Regions from separate parts of the Zea mays genome. Here region 1 is linked to region 2. A link is a contact called in public Hi-C data. All regions are on one chromosome and are shown on one strand. Each heading gives the region's core, a stretch centred on a gene start, on an enhancer-like site or on the middle of the called end of the contact. The rest is flanking DNA. Distances are from core to core; before and after follow the strand shown.

Region 1 (5,098 bases), core at 2,074-4,573, 150 kb before region 2:
CAAAGAGTGATTTCTGAAGAGCTTATACATCACCTCTTCCTCATACTTATCAATATCTGGATATAAAGCTAGAATCAAAGCATCGTAGTTAGGATCATCCCTCAAGGAACGTCTACTAGCACAATGAGTGCGGCACGCTGGGCATTCGTTATTTCTGAAAACAGACAGCAGAACTTAAATTATAATAGAATTGAAGTGTATTTTAGGGTTTGACACTGCAACCATGTTAGGACTCCATTTTTTAATAAATGACAATGGCACAAGGCATATTAGAGAAATAACATATGGCACCATACCCAAGCCGCATCGATTTATCTATGCAGTCCCTGCAAAACCGGTGCAAACACTCCATGACTGTCCTTGTCTTCCGAATAATTCCTGCAAAATAGGATCATAACAGAGACAGATGGTCAGGCACGCACATTTTGCACGTAATGCTACTTACAGTTTTACAAATGAAAAACTTACAGAACCTAGCTTCTATTGTAAACCAACTAGTACTAGGAGCACATAAAGAAAAAGATTATAAATGTGACGAGTTTGACTTTCAGGCTTTTCTGAGAGTTAAAAGAAAAAGATACATAATTCATGTACATCTGCTTATTTTTTGGAAGATAACAACAACTAACATACTTGCACACATGTATTCTATGGAATTTGCTGGTTTCCTATTTTGTAGCAAATATTAATAATAACCTGACATCTAATAACAGTAAGGATCCTTGGGGAACTTGCTCAGCAAGATAGCCTCTTTTGTATGGCTTTTCTTCCTCTCTTTTATATAAGATGTGCAGTTCTCCTGCGCGTTCGAGAAAAAAAAAACAGTAACATCTAACTACAATTGAAAGTTAAGTTATCAGAAGAGAACCCGTCCAAAATAAAGAGGAACTCTGAAAATGAAAAGCAAGTTGACAAAGATATCATTACCTAGGCATATAGGGCATTGCACTTCCTTCCGAACATCCACTAATTTCACAAGCGTAAACCTGTAGTAAGAAAACATTCAGGTAGCAGTATGAATCTTTTGACCGTAGCGAGGACAAATCCTTTATTATTCATTTTTATTAAAAAAACATTCAGGTAGCAGTATGGAACTTTTGACCGTAGTGAGGATAAATCCTTTATTATTCATGTTTACATCAATCATGTATCCACAATCTATGGAACACAAAATCCACCACAAGATCATTATATAGCTATGAAATGGAGAAGGTGATGTTCACCATGACATAAGAGAATGACAGAACAAGATGAAAAGAGCTTGAAATTAGTAGCCCTTCCTTTTTTTTGGCAGGAAACTGATACTATTAGCACTTATACAGTAATTGGACCCCAGAGAGAACTCTTAAGCTTTCCAACTCATATTGGTGGACTCAATGAAGCTATAGGGTCCCAAAGCCACCCACAATAATAGGATTTCTACCAGAAATATGCTACAAAATTATCCAGACTGAATATTGATCTTGTAGCAATTGAGGAGCTGATTTGCACCTTCTAACAAGTAATCAATTACCAAATGCAGGACAGAGAAATGCAGGGTATAAACCGTATAATGGGAAAAATGATAAGTAAAGACGTAAGAAATCAGATGCAGTCTATAAAATTTGGAAGCACGGGAAGACATCAAAACAGCTGATGGCGAGGTCATACACTATATATCAAAAGACCAAGAGAAGCTTCTGCACCAAACCGAGTTAGGCACTAACAGGGTAAGCACTATCACGGTCATGGGTGATCAGGAATCAGGGTCGCAACAGTAGAACAAGATACCAGATACTCGGAGCTTGACAGCACACTCCATGACTGAAAAAATGAAACTCTTGCAACGAACAACTGGAAACACGAACAGATACCTCGCAACCCCCCCCCCCCCCAAGAAGATAATATATGGGATTAATGACCTTGAATGTCACTCCAGAACCAGATGTTAATGTTAAGAGAACAGCATCTCCACGAGCCCCGTTGTATACAAAGAATACGGGTGCACAAGGAGGCTCACAAGGTCGCCTACGCATGCCAAGACGCCAAGACCATTGCGATCCTGGAGGTCAGGCTAGCAGCGACAAAAAGGATACAGGAAATAGTTCGCCGTAGACATACACGATTCAGGAGCAAGAAAAATAGGCAACTGTTCCAGTGGGCAGCTGAACCACGATGAACAAGAGGGCCCATTCAGCTGTGGGCTGTGGCTGGCGGCTCCGGCAGAACAGTTTGGGCAAGCGACGATCCACCTCGGATGCACCCGCCGGCATTTGCCGTCACGAGCACGGCGCCTCCGGAACCGTGCGACATGACGAAAGCATGCATGCTAAGATCCCAGGCCCTGGCGGTGATGGGAGCGATTCCGCCGCCGCGCACAACGAAGCAGCACAGGCACAGCCGGCTCGACCGAACAAGAGCAAGAGCAACTCAAGGTGGCCTGCCGCCGCCAGTACGCCACGAGGAACGGACGAACCCGAGCGGGCTCGCGGGTCCACAACACTACGAAGATCCCACGCCTCGGAGGCGAAGGGAGCGCTCGAGCCGACATCACCACGACGAAAGCGGCGGCCGCCAGGGCTGGCGGGTGGACTGAGCACCTCCCGTCGACAGCCTCTGCCGTCACCCGGCCGAACGGGAGCTGGCGCACGGGGACGTGACGACAGGACACCGCCAAATCGCTACGGGCGGCAGAGCAGACGGCGGTGGAGGAGACGGGGAAGAGCGGAGGAGAAGGGAGGGAGGGGGGAGTCCACGGTTTACTTACTCGTCCATCACGCCGTCACTCTGCGACGACTGGCTGTCGCAGTCGTCGTCGCCTCCGCTCCCGCTCCCGTCCCCGCCGCCGCCGCCTTCGCGGTCTCCTTCCTCCTCGTCGTCAGCGTCGGAATCTGCCAAGCCCACCAGAGAAGCACGCGCTCAGCGACACCCTTAGAGACGCAGCACCGCGCGACGCGTACGCGCATCGCGAGAAGATGACCCGAGTCGGCGGGCCGCGCGTCGTTGAAAGCCCAGTAGTACCGTGGCGCTGGTCCTTGGCCTGCAGCGGCCCGCCGTCCCGCTCCTCCACTCCGTTCAGCGTCACCTTCGGCGACCGTTGGTCGGCCCCGCCGCAGCCGTCCGCGTCGGCGCCAGGAGCTTCCTCGACGTCGGCGTCGGAGCCGGGCGAGGCAGACGACGGGAGCGGGCGCTTCTGCGCGGGCATTCCGGCCGCTAGCTCGGCTCGGCGCGCGGCGTTCCTGCCTAGTGGGAACGAGGAGGAGCCGATGAGGGAAGGGAGGTCAGGTGGTGCGTGGTGGGTGGAAGGAAGCGGCTCGAGCTGATGGAGGCGGAGAGCGAGAGGAAAAGGAAGGAGACTAGGCGAACGCGAACGCGAGGCAGGGGAAGGGGGTGCCCGGTGCGGGCCGTGCAGCGCTGCCCCTGCCCCTGTGTCGTGTAACTTTGGGTTGGTGCCGATGCGCGTGGCCGCGTGCGGCGACTGCTCGGCTCGACTCGCTGGCTGCCTGCCTCCTGCCGCTCCCTGCGCTCTCGGGCCTCCTTTTCTTCTCTGTTTCTCGTTTGCCGTTGTTGAGTACGCGAGGTGGTCAGGTGGAGGCGCGACGCCCGGCCGCGGTACAGGCGTGGCCGTGCGAGTCTCGTAACTGTCGGATGCAAGATGCAACGGGAGCCGGCCCTTTGATCCAGGGGAACAAATTTGTATATGCACCTTAGGTTGTATAGAGAATAGCGTTTGGACGGAGCGACGATGAAAGAGGAAGAGTGATGAGATGTGATCATTTTAACTTTACCCGTGTTTGGTTTGGAGGTCCAGAGTCAGAGTCAAATAATATTCTTAAAAAATGGTGAATGTGGTCATCCTCAAAAAATAAGAGGCGGAATCAGTCCAGGGATTGATATTGTCCCATCCCTCATTGACACCGAACCAAACAATGTAATAACAAAGTTCACAAAAATATACATTTTTCCACTCTACTTCAATTATATATAAAATTTCATTACATAAAACTAATAAAAAATTAAAATTCATGACAAGTTTAGATTAAAAAATCGTCTATAATTTTGTCTTTCTTATTACAACTAACAATTTTAAACTTGAAAATTTGTATTTGTTGGCAAGAACAGATTAGGGTTCCGAGTTTTTTGTTGTGTTTGTTGGCAAGAATCACATTATTAACTCAAAATTTTGTTGGTAACGGGTCCAGCCCCCCTCCTCTATAAAAGCAGAGGAATACAACCGAAACTGATTTAATCAATCAATCGAACCCTCAATCAATACAATTTACATTTATTCTTAGTAGTAGTTATAGTCTAGTTCTAGGTTAGTCTTCCAATCCCCAAATTATTCGCTTCTCTTCGACTCTACGTCGATTAGAGGAGTCTAGGTTGGCCTGCCGAGCCTAGACATCTCCTAGGATCTCTCCTCCCCGACGGGGTCCCTCCCGGGAGCGAGATCCAGGCGCCGCCGGCGACTTCCGCCGCCCCTGCGCACGCGCGGACCGTCCGGCCGTCAGGCAGAAAACCCTAGCCCTGCGCCAGGCCGCGGACCGCCCGACCCCTGGCCACGGACCGTCCGCCCTTGTGCAGAGAGCACCACCACAGTTCGTGTTGAGTGATTGGCGCCCGAAAAAGGTGTCAACATACTTTTGACGACTCCGCTGGGGACAAGACGTCTAGACCTATCAAATCGGCCCTCAATGGTCGTTTCAAGGGATAGTTCTCAATTCTCCCCCAGCAACATTATAGAGCCGACTTGGTGTGAATCATCTAGACCCCTTAGTGATGTTTTGGTAATTAATAACAACTATTTGTGGATTAACAGTTCTTAGAGAAATAAGAATGCAGGTTGGACCACAGAGAACAGAAAATCTTGGAGACTTATAAGCATTGGTTGTGGATCAAGTGAAGGCAAAGGTATAACATAGTTTTTTGTTTTTGTCGGTCTCCAGGAGTTTAGAGAAGACATTTGACCGGATTAGTAGGCTAGATGGCCGTACTATTAAGAGGGGTCAATGAATTTGGTCTGTGTAAAACTTAGTGCCTCATAGAGCATCTAGTGGTTGCATTTGCATGAGGTCTAACAGCGCTTCCGGTTTCGAGAGTTAAAAATCTTTTCGAAAGC
Region 2 (5,057 bases), core at 1,228-3,727:
GTTAACGACCCCGGCCGGCGGCGACCTGGTGCCAGACACGGTGGCGACGACCCACTAACCTCGCGAGTCGCGCACGAGAGAGAGACAGAGACGCCCACTGACTCCGCCCACCTGTACTACCATACCACCATCCAGCAGCAGATAGGCGGGCGCCGCGCCGGCACGCACGTTTACGGGGCCCCGTCGCTGATTGCTTTGACGGGGTCGGGCGGGCGGCACGTACGCCGCAGGCGCAGGCCGTCGCTGTCCCTCTCTTTCTCCACTCCAGAGGTCCCCCACGCCACACTGACCCCCGTCCCCTTTATTTTCTTTTTTTTTTCCACGGCGCGGGCGGCAGCGCACGAATGATTCCGCGGCCGGATCCGTTGCGTGATCCGCCAACCATGCCACTGCTTCGCCTGGGCCCGCACGGTCCTCCGCGCCGCTGGTTGGTCGCGATTTCTTTAGGCGCAAGTGTGTGTGTGTCGGCCGGGCGGATTAGCGTCTGTTAAATCCAGATCCGGCCGGCGCGCGGTTCCGTGGCGTGGGGCAGCCCGCCGGCCGAAAATCCTCACGAAACTTGGACGCTGCCGGCTTTGCTTGTGGCTCTGCCCGTCTCTAAATTCTGTACGGAGACTGTTAAGACAAACAATCATTGCATATAAAAAAAAGGTAGCGGTAGCGGTAGTAAACGCTGTGTCTTCCATTCCCAACGGGTCTACGGTAAAAATAAATACGTACTTAGTCCGTTTTGAATGTGTGTCTAGTACTGAAGTCCAAACATATAAATTCAGTAGTATAACCAGGGTTTATCTCTTTTTGAGGAAACATCGTAAGAACGGCCATCTTTTTTTTTTTTTTTTGCCCCTAAGGACATTCGAATGCATGGAACACGCGGTCGAGGAAGGAGGCGGTGTGGGAGAGAGAAGAAAAAAGTTCTCTACGAGGCTTGATCCGGTTGCTCTCATGCTGAGCATAGCATTCCCCACTAAAAGAGAAGGCGCTTTTGGCTGCCAGTGCCACCACCCCCGCCCAGAAGCTTCCGTTCAGATTGATTGATGAACACAGAAAGTTGGGAAAGGCTGCCGTGGCGTGGCGACGACGAGCAACCGTCCGATCTGCACACCTCACCCACCACACGCACACGGGCTGGCCGGCCCGAGGTGTCCAGATCAACGAGCACCGCTTCCCACCTCACAAATGGACAAGGACAGTGTGCGGTGCGGCGCCCGTGCCCTGGTAGTAGTAGTACTCGGCGTCGATCGGGATGGAACGGAAAGGAAAAAGGCCCAGTGGTCCTCCTCGCCCGGCGTGTGTGGTGTGGTGGCGCGGAGCGGAGCGGAGCCGGGGGCGGCGAGGGCGCGTCGCCACCCGTCATGCCCACGGGACGCAACGCACGTCGCGACCGGCGCGTGGCTGTCGGTCCACGCGCGCGCGCACCTCCACCGCTTTCAATGCGGGAGCGCGGGCGGAGGAAACGGTTGGTGGTGGCGACGCGATCCAGGCGCGGCAGTCGGCAGGCGGCCAAGCGACCGCGGAGCCCGGCCGATGCCGACACTTGGCCCGGGCCCCACGATGGCCTCGCCTCGAACGGGCCGCTGCCGTCTAACGTGCCGTCGTCACGGCGGGCTGTCCCACTCCACTCGGCGTTGCGTTTTACTTTATTATTATTATTAACGTCCAGCCCGGCGCCGCGCCACTTTACGTGGTAACCAGTAGTACCTGTACCACTACGGACGGGCTAAGCGGTGCGGCGGGCGGCTTTATCGGCTTGCGCACAGCTGCCTGAGCCGACCCCATTGGACGTCACGCCCGCCCCGCGCCGACGATGCGCGGAAAGAGAGAGGGAGGTGGCGTGCACTGCAGTCGGTCCAGTCAGTCCCTCGCCCTCGGCGGATGGTCCACGTGCCTGTGCGCGCACGCGGGCGGCGAGGATGGTTGGTTGCCTGGCTGGCTGCGAGTGCCGCGCAGACAGCGGCTCGGGACGCACGGATCGTGATGCGTCCTTGCGCCGGGGGGGCCCCACGCCGTCCGTGACTGACGTGCTCCCGTAACGTGCCGCCCCACTGCACCCGCGGCGGCTATGATGCCTTTTGTTTACGGAATACTATGGGATCATGTCTTTTTACACACCGGCACCTTGCTCAAACCCTTTTTTTTTACTTATTCATTATTCCATCTGGCTCTTCTGGACTCTATTTTATCAAAGCAGTTTTGTGAATCGAAGCCCTCCTTGTCCGAGCAATTTTCCGCTCCACCGGGGTCACGTCACGGCGGAAACAAAAACAAAAGGCAGTCTTGTAAAGACGAGGGGCGGGGCGGCTGCCTGCGCGGACACCGGACAGTCAAAGCGCTCGTCCCTGACTGGTGACTGCGCCGAGTTTTATTCCTTGTTGCCGCTCCACCACCCGCTCTCGCCATTGCCACCCTTTTTAACCCCCCCTTCCTCTCCTCCACCACCGCTATAAGTCCCTCCTCCGCTCTCCTCTCCCACCTCAAATCCCAGACGCCACGCCACCCAACACATACAAACACACGCACGCGCGCGCGCGCGCCTCCCGCTGTTCCGCAAAACAAAGGAAACGAAGGAGAGGAGGCCATGGCGCCGAGAACGTCAGAGAAAACCATGGCACCGGCGGCGGCCGCTGCCACGGGGCTCGCGCTCAGCGTCGGCGGCGGCGGCGGGGCCGGCGGCCCGCACTACAGAGGCGTGAGGAAGCGGCCGTGGGGCCGGTACGCGGCGGAGATCCGCGACCCGGCGAAGAAGAGCCGGGTGTGGCTCGGCACCTACGACACGGCCGAGGACGCCGCGCGGGCCTACGACGCCGCCGCGCGCGAGTACCGCGGCGCCAAGGCCAAGACCAACTTCCCTTACCCCTCGTGCGTGCCCCTCTCCGCAGCCGGTTGCCGGAGCAGCAACAGCAGCACCGTCGAGTCCTTCAGCAGCGACGCGCAGGCGCCCATGCAGGCCATGCCGCTCCCGCCGTCGCTCGAGCTGGACCTGTTCCACCGCGCGGCGGCCGCGGCCACGGGCACGGGCGCTGCCGCCGTACGCTTCCCTTTCGGCAGCATCCCCGTTACGCACCCGTACTACTTCTTCGGGCAGGCCGCAGCCGCAGCCGCGGAAGCAGGGTGCCGTGTGCTCAAGCTGGCGCCGGCGGTCACCGTGGCGCAGAGCGACTCCGACTGTTCGTCGGTAGTGGATCTGTCGCCGTCGCCACCGGCCGCTGTGTCGGCGAGGAAGCCCGCCGCGTTCGATCTCGACCTGAACTGCTCACCGCCGACGGAGGCGGAAGCCTAGTCGTCGAAGCTTTTAATGACTGTCTGTCTTCTTAGTTCTTTCTTCTCCTTTTTCTCGAGGAAAATTCGGTACTACTAAGCTGAGAGACGCTCTCCTCCGACAGACGACGTCGACGACGGGCATTTTTGTAAATAGTTTTTGCGCCGGGACCTTTTTAGTTTATGATGAAAGCTGTATTGTCACCGAAGACAGGTCCTGCCGGCGTTGTTATGGACCGGATTACTATATTATATTATGCACTACTAGTATTTTGATAGCCATGAGAAACGGCCGGCCGAGAAAACCCACAACGAAAAACTCTACTTATTTATCGTTCTCAGAAACTGAAGCGAGATTTTCTTAAAATGAACGGCGAGCATCGTAGTTTCATTTAAGGCTTGCTTGCAATCCATGCAACGTCGCCTTTATTGGTCGGTTAAAGACGCATCAAAGCGAGTCGACCGGTCGTCTCGTCCGGCGTAGACACTCACCGTGTCCGTTTCAGAACGACGAGAGCACCGCAGATCCAGCCGCTAAAACAATGTGCAGTGCACCGCTCAAGTTCTGAAAACTTGTGGGTAGTTGGCACGACCAGTGGCGCAGGAGACGGAGGCGGCATCGCTGTCGGTTTCACCTCCCACGCCACGCTACAGCCGCTGCGCCGACGGAGAGAATATAATTTTGCGTGCTACGTGCCTTCTCGAGTCGTTTTCCCGGCCAGGCTGTTTGTTAATTACGTGGAGAAGGATCAGACATGTGCTTTGCTGGTGCTGGCGTCGCCGCTGATCCAAGGTGACGCATGCGGATAACGAGCGAGTAAACACAGGCGATCGACCAGCCTGTTTGTATTCTCAGGTTTTAACATTCTGGTTTTTGGAAACTGGATAAGATTCAAACAGGCCAGTTTTTTGTTGTCAGCTCTTACTACCAAAATTTTTAAAACAGGAAGGCCAGCTTCTTAAAAAGCCAAGCGGCCGCAGCCGGCAGGGCAGCAGGGGCGGATGGATCTTTCGCCGCCCCGTCCGTCGGTGTGCGCGTACGGCGCGATCGTCCTGCCTGTGTGCTGTGCTGTGCTGTGCGTGCGCTGGGCTGGCAGTGGCAGTGGCAGGTCGTGGTTGCCCTTTCCGCTCGTGATCTCGGGAGTAACGTGAGCGTGCGGTCGACGCCCCCACGGCCCACGGGTGCGCGGCGCTGCCGGCCACAGCCTGCCGTCCAGGGGCGGGAGCCGGGAGCGGGATCCGCCCTGCGCGCCTCGGCCCACGCAAGCACGCACGCACCAGCCCCGCGGCGCGCGGGGATACGAAATCGTACCTGCCCGTCCCGCGTGGGAGGCGGTCGCCCATTGGCTGGCGTCCGTGGTGCGTGCACGCGGGCGCGGGCGGGTAAAGCGGTGGGAGGAGGGGGGGAGGACCTGTCTGTCCTGGCGTGCGTGGTCCGCGCCGGACAGGGACAGGCGCGCGAGCTGGGGCCTGGGGGGGCGGCGGCATCGGGGGGCGCTGATTCGCGCGGCGGCCGTTTCGCCCTCGCTCTCGGGGCGGGGCCCGCGGCCACCATCGGAAGGTCGTCGCGCAGCGCACGGCGCCACCCGCGGCTGCTTCCTCGTCTGTGCGTTCTCTTCTTTTCTTTCTTTTTTTCTATTGCTTTTCCGGCTCGACAGCTTTCAGCTTGTTCGCTGCGGCTTGCTGCGGCTGCAATCCGGCTGCGGCTGCGGCTTCTACAGTATTTTTCTCTTTATGGATTGCAGCTGCAGCAGTCCAAACAGCTGCAACAGTGTCGGCTTGCAGCCAACCGAACACGC

The links. Hi-C and Micro-C count contacts between places; a contact is called where the count stands out from the background.
Region 1: a contact with region 2 is called in a Hi-C map of bundle sheath, with 2.3 times the contacts expected there. The contact joins the promoter of LOC100281596 here to the promoter of LOC100280582 in region 2. A contact is called at or near these places in 8 of 25 Hi-C or Micro-C datasets (bundle sheath, ear, leaf and 1 more).

Annotation. Positions count from the first base shown.
Region 1 is chr8:123,875,859-123,880,956 of Zm-B73-REFERENCE-NAM-5.0, reverse strand. LOC100281596 (Putative E3 ubiquitin-protein ligase RING1) reads right to left here and starts at 3,323. Exons shown (of 10, transcript NM_001154515.2): 1 at 3,001-3,323; 2 at 2,747-2,870; 3 at 928-986; 4 at 297-378; 5 at 34-154. The coding sequence starts at 3,184.
Region 2 is chr8:123,728,421-123,733,477 of Zm-B73-REFERENCE-NAM-5.0, reverse strand. LOC100280582 reads left to right here and starts at 2,477. Exons shown (of 1, transcript NM_001153501.2): 1 at 2,477-3,540. The coding sequence starts at 2,579. The coding sequence ends at 3,280.